Regions from separate parts of the Hordeum vulgare genome. Here region 2 is linked to region 1. Evidence: chromatin contacts called from public Hi-C data. All regions are on one chromosome and are shown on one strand. The core of a region is the stretch at or near the end of the contact, and the rest is flanking DNA. Distances in the headings are between cores, read along the strand shown. Region 1 holds the start of LOC123433331 (membrane steroid-binding protein 1-like). Region 2 holds the start of LOC123433348 (F-box/LRR-repeat protein At3g48880).

What was found. Hi-C and Micro-C count contacts between places; a contact is called where the count stands out from the background.
Region 2: a Hi-C map of leaf shows a contact between it and region 1, with 4 times the contacts expected there. The contact joins the promoter of LOC123433348 here to the promoter of LOC123433331 in region 1. A contact is called at or near these places in 5 of 6 Hi-C or Micro-C datasets (leaf, seedling and an unstated tissue) and 1 of 1 datasets of contacts at active chromatin or transcription factors (embryo).

What each region holds. Positions count from the first base shown.
Region 1 is chr1H:315,131,679-315,136,778 of MorexV3_pseudomolecules_assembly, reverse strand. LOC123433331 (membrane steroid-binding protein 1-like) reads left to right here and starts at 3,079. Exons shown (of 2, transcript XM_045115447.1): 1 at 3,079-3,485; 2 at 4,843-5,100. The coding sequence starts at 3,178.
Region 2 is chr1H:315,327,972-315,333,071 of MorexV3_pseudomolecules_assembly, reverse strand. It overlaps LOC123433348 (F-box/LRR-repeat protein At3g48880), which reads left to right and starts at 2,346. Exons shown (of 3, transcript XM_045115449.1): 1 at 2,346-2,604.

The DNA.
Region 1 (5,100 bases), core at 1,830-4,329:
TGAGGTCACCGCACGGTATGAACCCAAAACCAAGAACTTCTCCCATCGCAAGAATCATAGATCTAGTTGGCCAAACAAAACCCACAACTGGAAGAGAATTACAAGGATATGAAATCATGCATAAGAGAGATCAGAAGAAACTCAAATAAGATTCATAGATAATCTGATCATAAATCCACAATTCATCGGATCTCGACAAACACACCCCAAAAGAAGATTACATCAGATAGATCTCCATGAAGATCATGGAGAACTTTGTATTGAAGATCCAAGAGAGAGAAGAAGCCATCTAGTTACTAGCTATGGACCCGTAGGTCTATGGTGAACTACTCACGCATCATCGGAGAGGTCATGGTGTTGATGAAGAAGCCCTCCGTGTCCGAATCCCCCCTCCGACAGGGCACCAGAACGTGCCCCAGATGGGATCTTGCGGAGACAGAAGCTTGCGGCGGCGGAAAAGTATTTCCGTGGCTCTCCTGATTTTTTCTGGGATTTTAGTGAATATATAGGCGAAAGATCTAGGGAAGAGGAGGCCCAGGGAGCCCACAAGCCTGGGAGGCGCGCCCCTGGCCGTGGCTAGGGGGCTTGTGGGGTCCCTGGTGACCCTCTGCCTTGGTTCTCAAGTCTCCCGATCATCTTCTGTTTTGGAAAAAATCTTTTTGAAAGTTTCATTCCGTTTGGACTCCGTTTAAAATCCTCCTCTGAAAAGGGTCAAAAACACGGAAAAAACAGGAACTGGCACTTGGCACTGAGTTAATAAGTTAGTCCCAAAAAAGGTATAAAAGGCATACAAAACATCCAAAGTTTGACAAGATAATAACATGAAACCATCAAAAATTATAGATACGTTGGAGACGTATCAGCAGTGCGACGGCTGCAGTACCTGGTCGCCAGCGCGGCTAGAGAAGAGGCTGGTCTCGGGTGCTGATCATTGGCGGCGGAGTCGAGCACGAGGCAAGCTCAGCTAGGGACCGCATGCGACGGCGCGGACGGAGGGAGCTACGGGCGGCTGAACATGTCCATAGGCTTGGGGGAGCTGCACATGGATCGGCGGCTGCTGCGGATGGATCGACTGGGTTCTAATGGCTGGCAGAGAAAACAAGGTGGGTGGATTGGGAGGGATCCTAAGGATGGAATGGACAGGGGTGGCAGCGACGCTGAGGAAAACGAGGGATCTTGTCCCTAAACTCTAGGGTTTGCTCAAAATAGACTAGAGTGGTCTCTAAATACCAAGTGACCTAAGTTTGGGGTCTTTTGGACCCCCCGATTTAGATCAGATGGTTAATATAATCAGGTTAGGGAGTCCAATCGACAAATAGCTCATGGCTTAGGGTATTACGGGGTTGATCCGGAGCCAACGCTCACGTCCGCCGGGTTCGGGTTCGAGGGGGGGGGTTCGGGCTAGGTTGCAGTAGGTCGGTGCACTGTGTAGAGGGGCTAGGTGGAAATGAGAGGAAAAATGGGCAATCCGGCATCGGAGTCTTAAAATACCGAAACGTCTACGATTTAGATCGGCTATAGTGCCACTATAGGTTTAACGGTTCGGGTATCAAACGAACTCCGATCGCGATGAAATTTGACAGGCGGCTACCTACACTACATTAAGATCGCACGCTAAGTTTCCACCCAATCCGAAAAAGTTTTACACACAATTTTAAAAATAATATTTTTTTTGATGTCGCGGGCACGTGCGTGTGTGGTTGGACTCGAACCGGTCAACGATGAAAACAGAGAGAACCGACAACTAATAACAGATGCAAGTTTTGAAAATAGACGACAACAGTGTGTCGATGCAATGCGAATGATGCGATGATGAATGTGACAACCAAACGAATCACACGACGAGAACGAAATAAAAGGGCAATCTTGTGGAGCGTCGGTCTCGGACTGTTACATCTTGGAAGTATCGACTACATGCATTGGAAATGAGAAAACTATCCATTTGCTTGGTAAGGGGTGTATAAAGGCGTCAAAGGAGGTTGTAGTGTGGTACTTGAGACAGTGGCCACACATGACCTCTGAATTTGGCACTCCTTCTTTGGTATGTCAAGAACTCACAATGACATCAACGTACTGTAGCGCTCGAATGTCTTTGCCAAGCTTGTTGAAGGTCATACTCCTCCGGTAAACTATGAGGTCAATGGGCACCACTACAACAAGGGATACTACCTAGCAGATGACATCTAGCCGAGATGGTCCACATATGTGAAGACTATCTTAAATCCTGCACCAGGAGGCAAGCACTCCTATTTTGCCAAGCATCAAGAAGCTTGCCGGAAGGGTGTCGAGCGGGCATTCGGTGTGCTTCAATCTCATTTTGCTGTTGTCCGGTACCCCGCTCAGACCTGATCGAAAGATCAAATGTGGAAAGTCATGACTTGTTGTGTCGTCTTGCACAACATGATCATTGAGAGCGAGCAGGAGGAGCCAGTGTTTGACATTGAATCATATTACACGCAAGGTCCTCATGCCCAAGTTAATCACCAGCTACCTACAATATGGACTGCCTTCCTCAACATGCGTCAGGAGATCCGAGACCCACATGTGCATTGAGAAGTGCAACACGATTTGATGAAGCACCTACAAGAGGCTGAAGGGCAACGTCTAGCTTGATTTTTGATTTGTATCGAGTTGTTAAACTATTTTTGATTTATATTAATTTCTGTGATAAATCATATGATAAAATAAATAACTATTATTGTTTAATTTATGCAGAAGAATGTTGAATATATGTTAAATGTAAGCTAATTTTACGTCGAAACTGGGACAAAAACAACGATTGAAGGGTGGACGGCTGGAACGTCGACGAATAGTCAGACGAGGCTATTTCGTGCCCTTCGGGGCCGAACGGTGGAGATCTCTAAATGTATCGGATTCGAACCCGACTCGTCTCCGAGCCCGGAATCCCCGCAAAGTCATACTATGCGTACGTAGGATTCCTTCTAGAGAACTCCGCTAGCCGCCACCGTCCCTGACTGATGGGCACCCAAACCAGAAATTCTCACACACGCACCCGACCTCTCCTCCGACCCTTGGCCGCCCCTTATAAACTCGGAGATATTTCTTTCCACGCTCTCCTCCTCACGAGATCGAAGGCAGCGAAAAGACGAGAGTGCCCCGCCCCTCATCCCCGAGTCTCGGAACCCCTGGTAGGAAGAAGAGGTGAGCTTAGCAGCGATGGCGGTGGCGGAGCTCTGGGAGACGCTGAAGCAGGCGATCTTAGCGTACACGGGGCTGTCCCCGACGGCCTTCTTCACCGCCGTGGCAGTCGCCGCCGCGCTGTACCACGTCGTCTCGGGGATCTTCGCGCCGCCGCCTCCTCCCCGGCAGCGGCCGCGCGAGGAGCCCGAGGCGGAGCCGCTCCCGCCGCCCGTGCAGCTGGGCGAGGTCGATGAGGAGGAGCTCCGCCAGTACGACGGGTCCGACCCCAAGAAACCCCTCCTCATGGCCATCAAGGGCCAGATCTATGACGTCACGCAGAGCAGGTATCTCGCTCGTCTGAAATCCTATAGTTTGCTTTGTAAGTTGTAACCGTTGCTCTTATCCACCGATTTTATGATGTGCTTGACCGATTTGTCCTACGGTAATCCAGTGACTGCTTTACTAGTTTTTGTGTGAATCTGCTGTGATGCTGGTAGTACACCAGGTGATTGCTTTACTGGTATTTGTATGAATTAATTGTGCGGTAGTTTACTGTGAACTTTTAACCAGTAGGGATGAGTCGGTGAGCTACTTTTGGAGTAAGCAAAGCCCCTTTCTGCTGGGTACTTGACACTAACAACTGCACGAATTATATATTAAGATAAGATGTTTCCTGGCCTTTGCATCTTTTATGTATAGTTGAACGGATAGGTTCAATAATGCTATAAGATAGTATATGTGTTTTCATTTTTTTATCCTTTAGTATGCAAGATGTGGTTGCTGGTGGAGCACACATATCTTGTGGGAGGAGGGGAATATTAATATAACAGATCTTGGATCTATCATTCGGAGCTTTATGGGTATCTGTATCACCAGATGCTAAAAGATAGCACCAGGCCCCATGCCTTTGTATGGCCGCTAAAGGATTGAAGTAGTGGTCATGGCGTGGGTGTGCTTGTGATTTACATCGGGCTCGAGCTTCTTGTAATTTACTTTGCTCTCTTCTATAAAAAAATATGGTACACCATTGGTGTACTCTTGGGAAAAAAATAGTGTTCGGTATGGCTGATTCCCCAATCCCCAATAAGGGATGCTATGCCTGGAGCTTATTTTAAGCCATATGATTTTTGAAGCTCGCCTGCAACCAAATTTATGTAGTTCTTAATTCATGTTCCAGTGCTGAACTAGAAAATAGCTAGATGAAAGATGTCACTGTGGGATCCACCTTAGCGAAAACTTGGACTAATGGATGGAGACTCCGTAACTTCCAATGATACTTTTAGGTGCTCCGTCGTGTTGCATGATGCATAGTTATCAGTGAGTTAGGACCCTCGGCTGTCATATATTGTCATCATGCTCTCATTTATATTACGAATGTGTTTAGTCTCTCATATTACAATTTTTCTTCTGTTGGTATTTCTAATTACCAAACTTGACATGGGAGGAGTCCGTTAAGAGAGACCTGAAGGTTTGGAATATCGACAAAGACTTAGCCATGGACAGGGGTGCGTGGAAGTTAGCTATCCACGTTCCAGAGCCACGTTCCAGAGCCATGACTTGGCTTCGAGATCTTATGGGTTTCAACTCTAGCCTACCCCAACTTATTTGGGACTGAAAGGCTTGGTTGTGTGTTGTGTGTGTGTGTGGTATTTCTAATTACCCTATTAACCTTTTGACCTTTACGATGTTTAACGTCTGTAGAATGTTCTATGGACCTGGTGGACCTTATGCCCTATTCGCTGGCAAAGACGCCAGCAGAGCTCTAGCCAAGATGTCTTTCGAGCCCCAGGACCTGAACGGTGATACTTCGGGCCTTGGGCCGTTCGAGCTCGACGCACTACAAGACTGGGAGTACAAGTTCATGAGCAAGTATGTGAAGGTCGGTACCGTCAAGAAGGCATTTCTTGGAGAAGAGGGCACCATAAGCACATCCCCAGAAACAGCCACTGCCGAGGCAGA
Region 2 (5,100 bases), core at 1,097-3,596, 200 kb before region 1:
GCCAAAGCAATAAAAAGCAACGGAGAACATGCAAGAATCACTAAGGAACATAATATAAAAGGATAATCAAATATATAACTCATAACAGTCTGAACATAATCTCATAATCCATCGGATCCCAACAAACCGAGCATAGCAAAAGCAAGAGAATTACGATAAATGCCTTGATCATGTAGGGCAGCTCAGAAGGACTAACCATTGAAGCACAAGATTGGAGAGAAGACATCACATAACTACTGGTCATGGACTCATAGTCTAAGGAGGACTACTCACGGCATGTTCGGGAAGCGTCCATGGCGGTGGAGAAGCTCCCGGAGGTCAATCCTCCCTCCGGCAGGGTGTCCGGAAGAGGTCTCCTGACGCTCCCGATCTTGGAAGCATTCCGACGGCGGAACGATGGAGAAATTCACGATCCTAGAAAGTCTGCGAGGATTTCCTCACGGATCTCTAAATATATGCCAAAGGAGGGCACCGGAGGAGGTGGGACCCACCCAGACGACCTCCTGGCACGGCCTAGGGCCTGGCCGCGCCAGCAGGCCGCCTGGGAGGCCCCTGGCCCCCCTCCGGCCCTCCTTCGGTGATCCCGAAGCTTCTGTTTTGCTAATTTTTTATATGTTTTTTCTGGATTTTTCCGGGCTTCGAAAAATTGGGTAAAAGACCTTGCAAAATGGACATCAACAGACAGAAACTGGCACTGGGTGCACTGAGTTAGTAGGTTAGTCCAAATATGTGTAAAATAATATAAAAGTGTAGCAAAACACATAACATTGTCACCCAAAAGATCATGGAACAAGCAGAAATTATAGATACGTTTGGGACGTATCAGTGACCGAGTTACTCCAGGCATACCGAGTGACGGTTGCTGAACCGAGTGAGGTCGAGGCTGCACCGGTGACCTTAAGGACATTGGTGTCCGTAAGGGGTCCTAGGTAGGCCTAGGGAAGCAGGTCCGTAGGCCTACCCCTAATATACAACCCTATCATGATGTAGTCGAATGCTTTGGCTAAGTCGAGCTTGAACACCAAGAAGAACGCGACACACTTTTGACAGCACTGCACCAGCTCCACCGCGTAGACGAAGTTCTCGGAGATGCTTCGCCCAGACAAGAAGCCGGACCGGTCCTCGTTGATGGGACCCACAATTTGCTGCTGAAGCCGAGTGGTAAGAGCATCTCCAGCTGTTAGGCGCCCTCAGGGGCCGAAATAGCGCCGTTTGGGACCCAACCGGCGCAAGAAACGACCTGGGCGGGTTCGGGGTTCCAGCCACGCCTCCATCCCAGCCGGCCACTTGGGAGAGAGACAGAGAGAGAAAAGATTCCTTTTTTGCATGCACATGGTGGGTCTAGCAAAAAAGGGAGGAGAAAGAGAGGAGAGAGGTTGACAAATAGGTTTTGTGCATGCAAAAATAGCGTCGGTCGCCTCAAGCCCCAGGGAACTGGGTTCAGTCTGGACCGTCAGGACCAGTCACCGTGGGGACGCGACTGGACGATTTTTTAACGCCGATGATTAGAAAAACGCTTGGAAGAGGCGTGCCTGGAGATGCTGTAAGACCCGTAGAGGATCTTCACATCACCGTTCTGTGAAGTAGTATGATTTTAAACATTTAGTGCACGTGTTGGCCAAAATCATGCCCTCGTGTCACTTTCGCTTGACTCACACGTCACGCGATGTACTCCTACCATGGCAGAGAGATCTTCACAGGAACTTCCCTGACCGAGGAAGTCAGGGCGAGGTCATCAAACGCATCACGCAAAAAGCAGATATCTGGCAGAGAAAGAAGCAAGGAAAAAACAGCTCACCACCGGCAGGCAAATCTTTCTATCTGTCCTGGAAAGGTAGACGGGAGGGAGAGACGGCAGAAGGGTGACGTCGCAGAGAGGGACAGCTGAGGCGGTCACCGCAGGGGAGGGGAAGGAAGGGAGAGAGCCTTTTGTCGGCCTCCCCGGCCGTCCGCGTGGAAGGAAGAAAGAAAAGCAGCGGCAGCGAGGGAGGCATATTCGTCCCCCACTTGCCCGGGCGATCGGCGTCCGGGAAAAGCCGCGTTCGCCGCACGCTCCACTGTCCTCTGCGGTCTGCCCCGCTGACGACGAGACCATCGGCTGGACTGCTGAAAGGGTCGGTTCCTTTTCCCTCTGCTCCGGTTCCCACGTCCAGAGGACACGTCCCAGCTCTGCTGTCCGGTTACCAGATCGAGTGGGAACGCCGTAGGATCTGATTAAGCCAAACCAAGCCAATGCGTCCAGCATCACTGGAACGTAATTAACGTCGCCTTAACAATCGTTCCGTTCCACGGGAATTGAGCAACAGCGTTACAACAACCACGGCCAGGCTGAGGCAGGCCGACGCGGTATTTAACGCCCAGCAATACGCACGCGCCCGCTCCGCTTCCTTCCTTCTCTTCGCCCCGGTCGAGGAGGGCCGAGAGGGAGACCGAGACCCATGCTCGCCACCACGACACCCCGACCCAGCCTCCGCCGCTCGTCGCCGGCCGTCGCCGCCGAACCAGCTCCCGGCCCCGATCTCCTCCTCCCGAGCCAGCGCCCGTCGGGGCCGCGCCGGTCGCGCCCCGGCTTCCTCCTCCCCCTGCCCCCGGAGATCCATTCGGGTAATACTTCCATCTCTCTCCCTCCCTCCTGGCTTCCCTAGGCCCGATCGATTTCGCGCCCCCCTAGTCGTCGCCGCGGGTAATTGGTACGAACCCGTCGCGGGATTCCGCGCCGGCCTCTCGCCGTTGCTGGGTTAGCCGTCAATTGCCTGCTGACTGCTCGCGCGGCTGGATTAACCGATACGGTTGGCTCTTCCGCCGTCCACGAGTTCGCTCGGGTGCGGTGGTCGGTTGGTGCTGACGGATTGCGCTCCTGGAGTATGGGAACCATGGAATTGTTCGAAATTCATGCTCCTGTCTGTCTGTCTGTCGGTTCGCGTGTCGGTTTGCTGCTCGTGCGATTCGCGAGAAGGACATCGCCTAGTTTCTCTCATTTTTCCTCGCTCCGTTGGAACTCACTTTGTGCGTGGTTATCGGAAAGCATGATCTGTTCATTCAAAGTCAGGTTCTTATGTTTTTTTTCCTGTTTCTCTACGGTAAATTGCGTGGCAAAACTCTGAACCTTGTGTCAATGGTTTCGTCATCTATGGAAAATGGAACCGGGGGCAGGGCCCTGTTGATCCAAGGAAAAAATTGGGCGGCTACCTGGTCAGGGGGAGGGAATGTTAAACAGGTGCATACACGGTGTTGTGGATCATCCGCAGTGAAAATTGCATTTGTGGGCACCTGTGCCAGTTACTGGATCAGTGGGTTAGTGGTGAATGAGATAGATTCGACCTTCTTCAAATACCCCTTCTCTCTGAAGAGATTTTTAGGTTGTATTCCTTCTCTGTTGTCAATGAACTAGAGTTTTATAGTTGCATTTCCTTCCTATTCTGTAGTCACTACATTTCTGAGTAGGCTATAGCAACCGTAACCATGAATTTGGGCTTTCAGCTTTGTTATTTCTTTCCAGCTATTTCAACCGTAAAATGTTACTCAGTGGAGGGTTCTTAAGGTGGTTGTTTAGCTGTGGAAGTAGCACATTTCCCATTTCTCCAGTTAAAAGGGCTGAAATCTCTTGTGGGCTGCTTTCTCTTTTTAATGTGTCTTTGTTTTGCTTATATATATAGGATTCTAAGTATGCATAGTGTACAATACGTACCTTTTCATCTTAATCTCCCAAACGGGTGTGGATTTTGTCTGTTTGGGGTCGGCTAGGCGGATGCCAATGTCCATTTTTGTGCGCCGGCCCATAGGTGCGCCCAATGCGGACGAACGCATTTCACATTTGCATTCGCGGACAGATGGATTTTGAATTATTTTTTTGAAGAACGGACGGCAGAAGTCCAGTTTTCATTAATTAAAACTAAAAAACATTAAATTAAGCATAAAAGTAAAGACAGCCTGCAGCGGGCGGTAGATCCAGTCGGCGTCCTTCTTGGTCAGGTCGACGTAGACCGTCGCCTCTATCCACGAGAACGCCTGCTGGAAGGCTACGAGCACTGCAGCCTACTACGCCGCATCCGGCTGCGCCGCCTGCTCAACCACGTACTAGTGTGCTGCCTGCTGCTGCTCTGCATGCTGCTCAGCCTCCACCAGGTATTGCTCGGTCTCCTCGTTGGTCGCGCCCACCTACACGGTCGGGCACGACACATACATAGGCACTACTCGTCCGCGACCACCTCTGTGCAGACTCGGGTGCAAGTGGTGGCAGTGGGGGTGCGTTCGCCTGCATTCCGACCGCCAAATCGGCCAGCGCCTGCACAAGGCCAGGCCACTTGGCGAACTCCTTGAGCTTGGACTCCCCGATGGCCCTCTTATCTGCCTCCTAGAGGCCGGAATGTAGGCCTCCTCCTGATCCTCCTACTTCACCACCACTGGTGGTGGTGGTGGAGTGGGTGCACGGAACGCAAGCTCGAAGGATGACCGGTGGCGCTCCTTGTGCTCGGTGGAGAACCACGTGTCCCAAGTTCGGCGAATTCATCACATACGTTGGGTCGCACCAGAGGTAGGCCGAGAGTTGAGCACGGTGGTGGAGGATCTTTGCCAGCCACACGCGGTCTGAGGTCAGCACTGCCTACACCGGAACCCTATCGGGGTTGAGGTGCCACCCGTACGACAGGTTCACGTGGGTCCACGACACCGCCACCCGATGCTCCTAGAAGTACGATAGCGGTGCATCGGCACGTATAGGTGAAAGCGTGGTCGTGGCTCAATACTTGGCGACGCCATGGCAAAGTTGGTCGGGCGTCGTCGCCCAGACGAGCTGCCAGCCTCCTGGTCCCCACTCCCCGCACGCGCATGGGTGGCCTTAAAAAGGATGGGCGTGCCCCCCTCCCCCGCGCATGTGTGGCCTTAAAATGGACGGGCGTCCCCCCCCCCTCTCCTCCCCCCATGCATGTGTGACCTTAAAAAGGACGGGCGTGGACTGGTTTCATCGGTGGATGGTGGTTTGGCGGCCGACGCGCGGGCCGAGGCAGACAACAAGCGGACATAATTTGGGTTTGCATCCGCCGGTTGGGCCGTGTTTTTTGCCTTTTTGGCCTCGCGGACCCAAACGGACCAAAGCGAACG